Linked DNA regions of Pan troglodytes: region 2 is linked to region 1. The links are chromatin contacts, called in public Hi-C maps. All regions are on one chromosome and are shown on one strand. Each heading gives the region's core, a stretch centred on a gene start, on an enhancer-like site or on the middle of the called end of the contact. The rest is flanking DNA. Distances are from core to core; before and after follow the strand shown.

Region 1 (3,245 bases), core at 422-2,921:
GAAGGGTTGTGAGGACTAAATGGGTTAACAAATGCAGAGCACATAAAGAAATGCCTGGTGCATAATGTGTTGAGTAAGTGTTAGCTATTATTATCATTATATTTATATATAATTTTGCTTATTGTGTTTCTAGAGTTATCCATTTTATACATTTGGTTTTAGACCATTTATTTAGCATTCCATCACATCAGTAAACTGAAACTTACTTCTCCATGCCTATGTCGAAGAACATTTAAGTTGTTCCCAATTTTTTGCTATTACAATTTTGTAATCAATATTCTTGTACATGTCTTTGTAAACATGGGCAAGTTTTCTGGCTTAAGAGTGCAGCATTGCTGATATATATTCTTCAGTATGTTTTAACTCACTTCTGACTAGTATACTAGGGTTTGGTTAGGGGTGTGTGTGCATGCATACATATATGCACACTTATCATTCCTAGCAGATTGTAAGCTCTTTGAAGACAGGCCTAATTCAATCATTCACTGATTCATTTAGCAAATATTCATTTGGCACCCAGTATAGGCAGTGTACAGGTCTAGGTGACAGGATGCAAAGATTAAATGGCACAGGCTATCTCCCAGAGCTTTTTCTGCTCTGGAAGACATACTCAGGACACATGTAGTCAGAATCATGGTCATTTCAGAGGGTAAGGGACTTGGTTTTCACTGAATATTCATGATGGACCAGGCACTGTATATACACTGTCAATCAACCACACGTTAATGGCACCACTTACTACTTGGGTACCTGGGACTACTCATTAATCTTGCTGAGTCCTGTACCTCTGATGAGAAAGCACTATTTTATTGTGTTTAAGAGAATAAACCTGAGTTCAAATCCAGGCATCGCTACATGTCAGCTGCATGACCTTGTATGAAGGATTTAACTTCTCTAAGTTCTTGCTTCCTGGTCTGTAAAATGGTGCTAACTACAGCATCTATCTAAAAGGGATTTATGAAGATTACATGAGAAAAATGCCAATAAAGTGTTTACACAGTGCCTGACACATAAGAGCTCAATCATTGGTGGCTATAATCACGATCATGTCAATTGCTATCCATTATCAAAAAAATACGTGCCTTTTTAGAAGTAAGCATATCTGGGAAGTCATTATGGAATTTTTACTTTCTTCATTGCACCAAGACTTACCAGTGAATTATCTTATATACCAGTTAATTATCTGATATACCAGTTACTACCTCTTCTATACGAATGCATATTCACAATGTATTTCATCTCAGCCTTACTGTATTTAGAGAATAGTAAAGTTTTACTTTATTTTTAATTTTTTCAACCAACAGATTTTGCTCTAATTAACAGAAAGAACCGATAACTCCTTGTATTCATCTTGACTGCCCTCTGGACATGGGCAGGTTTCCAAGCCCACAAGTTCTGCCAGCAGCTGCACACTTTAACCTCTAGAGGGAGCTGAGAGGGAATTTGAGTCCATTGCTCTGACTGAGCAAAACGGCATTTAAATTACACCTGAAAACATCACTATCCACTATTGAGAGTGCATCCTCAGAGAAAAATCCTGGGATCATTTCCCCAAATCGATTCAACATTGCCCAGATTGCTTCCATCTCATGCATTCTTTGTTTTAGTAGAAATGGGCTTCATTACAGAGTGGTCTCCAGCTCCCCATAGTGGCCCCTCCTAGTAATTTTTTCTAAATTAAGCAAGCGTGCGTGGACTCAAGAGCTACACGGCAGTATTTCTTGGCTGCTTCTTTCTCCCTCTGCAAGAAACAGGAATAACATTTCATAAATAATGAGCTGCAGCTGAACTTTAATCTGCTAGATCCATTTAAAAATGTTTGGAACCTTCCCTGTCTCTCTAAGAATTACCTTCTGGATTTTTCTGGCTTTGTTTTTTGGTTTCTTTTGCATTATAACCTTATATTAAGGAGTATGCTGCTTATGTTTAAATTAATCAATTCTGAAATAAAATGTATTTACTTTCTCCCCAAACAGTAGCCTGGTGCCAAGCATGTGGGAAATACCTCATAGGTACTTCTGGCACCCAGGGGAGACATGGCATGATCTGTGTCCCAACATGCCAGAAAGAATGATTCCAGGGCCCCATTCTGTTTCTGAAGGTCAAAAGGCAGATAAGTACCCCCCCAATATCTGAAGGTCTATCATGTCGAACGGGGAGTAGGCGTATTCTGCATGGCTCCAGAGTCCGACCAAGGACGTATAAGAGAGTTCACTGAGAGATCAACTTTTGCTCAATGTAAAATATGTGTATATAATATATGTATATATTTCTTTTAAAAAAAACACCGACTTCCCTATCTCTAGATGTGATCTATTGGAAGCTGAAAAAAAACAACAAAAACCATCTATCAAAGAGATTGCAGAAGGGAGTGGGAAGTACCTACCCTCTTAAGTCCCCTCCCACTCTAAGATTCTGCAAGACTTTACAGGAAGGACTTACTCTCCTAGTTTGCCTTTTTTCTGATGATATTCACCTGGCTCTATTTGGATATTTTCCCCTGAAGTTTAAAAAAAAAAAAAAACTATGCCTCTCAACTCATTGTATGTATATGGGGCTATGAATCAGAGAGGAAGAAATGACCAACAGTGAGTATGGTGGGAAAAGGGAGGGAGAAAGGGGTTAGGGAAAATTTTGCATGCCTGAGAACATTGAAGGATGAGAGGAGTTAAAGTTCAACCCCGCCAGTATGTCTGAAATATCCCAGTTACAGCCAGGATATCCCAAATAAGAAGTAGCACCATCACATTTGCAAGTTAGAAAGATCACTCAGAGGGGAGAATAGATTGGTAGATTTCTTAATGGCTGTGAATATGTTAAGCTGATGGAATTGTTTCAGGAAGCAGTGCTGCACTTAGTCATAAACTCAGCTATGAAAATAAGCCTGTACCTCTATCCAGATCAACAACAGTGACAACAACAACAATAACAAAACCCACAATGTGTCAATGAAAATCAGGCTGTTGGTTTACAAGAAATGTAACTCTATCTCCTGTTGGTGTTTGTTGTTGGTTTTCAGGAAAAGCCTAGTTTGGCATTGAATCCTGAATGAATTTGCTGAAAACAGCAACCTCACATATTTACATTTGTTTCTCCTGGTGACACATGGATTAGAAAAAGAAGTAGGAATGATTAAAACAGGAAGGCTAAGCATTAGTTAACCCACAGCCAGATTTTCAAGACAAATAACATCTAAATCAATACCAATCAACCAACCAAAGACACCACATCCCTCCACTGAAATT
Region 2 (3,426 bases), core at 613-3,112, 200 kb before region 1:
GGCTGTTAATATAAATATATTAACATTATATTAACACATTTTATTAGGCTTAAAAATTAACTTTCTTCTTCTGATTTTAAAATAAATATTTCTGTGTGATCTCTGAAACTGCTGTGGGACCTAGACACTGTGCCTACTGTCCCTTCATGGATAAGTCGGTCCTGATTAGGCCCCACCAGGGCTCCTACTTAAAGTCCTTTGACTGTATCCCCCAGCAAGTAAGATGAATTAAAAAGACCTTGACAGAATCCTTAATTTCTATATGAGCTGGCTGGAATCTATCTTTTTGAACTCTTCCCCATCTGTCTCTTAAACAGAACAAATTTGATACTGCCAGGGGCCCTTGCACTTCAGTTTGTTGAGGCTCAAACATATTCCCTCCCAAATTCTCAATAAGCCACTAACACACAGGTATAGCAAGCCTATGAGTTTCTTGTGGGTTATGCAAATAGGAAACAAGATGACTGGGCTTGAAGCATCTTGCTGGCTGTGTACTTGAGACAGCTATCTGTTAGATAAAGGTGCGCAGGAGACAGAGGGTTATATCACCATAGGTAAGGGCTAAGGAGGGTAGAAGAGCTGGTGTTATCTGAGAAGCAGCAAGCAATGAAGAGAGAACATCACTGCAGTGAGTCAGATAAAGATGCCTGTCTCCTTTCTCTCTTCCTCAGCTTCAAATGAGCCCATTGAGAAGCTGGAACCCAGAAGAGGGAGGATCTTTAAATCATATAGGAGGGTTTAAATTTTAAACCACAATGCATTGGGATTTATTTGCCACAAGGAACTAGACAACTGTGGAATCAGTCTGCCCAATTCCAAGGCCATCATCTTCCCATACCAGGCTGCTATCTCAGCTCTCAATCCTGTTTACCCTTTCTTTTTTCTTTTTCTTTTTTTTTTTTTTTTTTTTTTTTGAGACAGAGTCTCACTCTGTTGCCTAGGCTGGAGTACAGTGGCATAATTTTGGCTCATTGCAATCTCCGACTCCTAGTTTCAAGCGATTCTCCTGCCTTAGCTTCCCTAGCAGCTGGGATTACAGGCATGCGCCACCATGCCCGGCCAATTTTTGTATTTTTAGTAGTGATGGGGTTTCACCATGTTAGCAGGGCTGGTCTGGAGCTCCTCACCTCAAGTGATCCACCTGCCTCAGCCTCCCAAAGTGCTAGGATTACAGACATGAGCCACCATGCCCGGCCAACCCCTGTTTACTCTTGTTCTGGAAGCTGGTTTATTTCCTCCTCCGGGGGGAACCCCAGACTAAAAACAGATGTGTTGTTGATCGTCCAGAAATGGCCTCATGTCTACCATGTATGTACGATGACCCCACCCCATCAAAAGGATTTTTAAATGCCCTTCCCCTATTGGAGGCCCTCAGAATGCTGAGCCAGGCAAAGAAGGTATCACAGGAATCACAATGGAAGCCCAGAGAGGAGAAACGCAGGGAGCTGCAGCCCCACCTTTGTTCCTAGATTAGCAAGGATGGCTGCCAGTCTGCACGCTATACAGAGCTTTGAAAGGTTAATAATTAAGTGACCAAACATGCTTGTTGGCCAAGACATACCTGGCTTACACCTGCTGCCCCAGCTTCATTAGTCATAGCATTCTCAAAAGAATCCCATTCTGAATGATAAATGAAATGGCTGCCTTATCAAACATCCATAGAAATCAATGGTCAGAGGCAACTTCAAGGCATACTTGAACTGGTTCATGACAAGAACAAAGAAAAAGTGCAGACATGAACAGCAGCAGAACCCAGGCAAAGTAAGAAGGAAGCCCTCAGTGAGTGTTGGGGATCACTGTCAGAATTCCTCTGGACTCCCTGGATGGCTGCCATTTACCCTTCAGTTAGCAGACAGCAGCCTAGAGTCATCATTCCAGGGCAGGCTTAGTCATTCTTAACAAGTTCTGCATTAAAGACCTCCTGTGGGGTTTGTTAGAGAAAGAGTGATTCCTTGAATACATGATCCAGGCATCACCAGGTACTTCCCATCTCCCCAAGCAGGTAGACTGAGCTACACAAAGAACAGGGAATTGGGAGCATGACCTTGGTATTTCAATCCCTTTTTGGTCCAAAAACAGTAAAAAGAAAGATTACACATACAACTCTGCTCCTATTTCTTTACCTCTTTAAGGCTATTTTCCCACCTTTTAAAAACACTATCTCCTTTCCAAAATTCAAAATTTGGAGTAAAGTCTATGTAAAATATGTGTCCCCAGTTCTGCCACAAACTTCTGATTCTCAGCGACAGATAATTTTCAAATTTATTACTTCTAATTTCACGCTGTGAAGATTTCCAAATCCTGGTTACAGGGTCTGGTTAAACCCTAAAGGCACAGACACCTGACCCCACTCGGACTCATCATTCTTTCTACATTACCACCTCAACCAAAAGGCTGTTACAGAGATCCCCAGAATGTATTTATTAGAACACCAGATTGCTTATAGGCATTATATGAGAAAACAAGGGTTTTGTGATCAAAGATGTTTATTTAAATGCAGATTTTTACAACCTCAACTTGTCCCTTTACAACAGGTCTTCCCAGAGCTTTTAATGTGCAGACAAGCATGTGAACCTCTGATAAAGAGAGGGAAAATGGAGAGGCATCTTCCTCTGACTTAATACAACCCTTTTTACTTTTGGTAGAAAATCGTAAGGCATGAGTGTTTAAGGAGCACACTTTGGGAAATGTGGTTCTACTAGCCTTACTAGGCAAATATGCTTCTAATATGTATAACTAATACATGTAAAGCACTAATTATATTAATAATGCCATGAGTCCTTTTTTCTTTTTCTGTCTACTGCTATGATAGTTTAATACCATGCTTTCTTTTATTAACACTAAAAAGATGGACATGTTGAATTATTTTATAATTTTCTTTTACAGTTCTGTGAGTTAAGCTGTATATAGCATATGGGTGTATCATTCTTTAGTAAATTACATCTACCTGTGAACTAAACATTGATTTCATTTTGACTTTGTGCCATTGTCTAACTTTGCAAAAAATCAAAATCAAGGAATCAAGGTGCTTCACAAAAGGAACATCTATTTTTTTTTAAAAATCCATTCTGGTCTTGGTGTTCAGTGAACTTTTTTTCACCAAGCTAAAGCAAAAACAAACAAAACCCCCAAATACCAGACATAGAAATGGAGACCTCCCTTCTTCCTCAGGCTAGATTCCTGTTAGATTCCAAAGAAAACTGTGCCGGAACTCAGAATTTTCCTGGCAGCTCTGCATCTCCTTGCTATGCATAGTATTTCTCATATGATTTGAAGAAAGCACTGTGGTTGTACGTTTCTTGAGTGCCTTATCAGAATTATCTTTCCAAAAAGCTCAAGAAAGACAAGCAAAAAATCCCCCAGAGAATGTCTAAGTGACAGTGCTCCATCTGAATATCCTTACAAATTGCTACAATGCAGGTTTAC

The links. Hi-C and Micro-C count contacts between places; a contact is called where the count stands out from the background.
Region 2: a contact with region 1 is called in a Hi-C map of stem cell-derived neural progenitor cells, with 3 times the contacts expected there. The contact joins two enhancer-like sites. A contact is called at or near these places in 3 of 7 Hi-C or Micro-C datasets (blood, induced pluripotent stem cells and stem cell-derived neural progenitor cells).

Annotation. Positions count from the first base shown.
Region 1 is chr9:88,623,302-88,626,546 of NHGRI_mPanTro3-v2.0_pri, reverse strand. All of the region lies in intron 2 of ME3 (malic enzyme 3), which reads left to right. Among named protein-coding and RNA genes, the nearest start is that of ME3, 64 kb to the left of the region's middle. Within about 2 kb of position 1,671, at least 1 of the 24 cell types and tissues checked has an H3K27ac peak or open chromatin away from gene starts, as enhancers often do. A contact at or near this core is called in stem cell-derived neural progenitor cells, where this site is marked.
Region 2 is chr9:88,825,442-88,828,867 of NHGRI_mPanTro3-v2.0_pri, reverse strand. No RefSeq gene overlaps it. Among named protein-coding and RNA genes, the nearest start is that of PRSS23, 21 kb to the right of the region's middle. Within about 2 kb of position 1,862, at least 2 of the 24 cell types and tissues checked have an H3K27ac peak or open chromatin away from gene starts, as enhancers often do. A contact at or near this core is called in stem cell-derived neural progenitor cells, where this site is marked.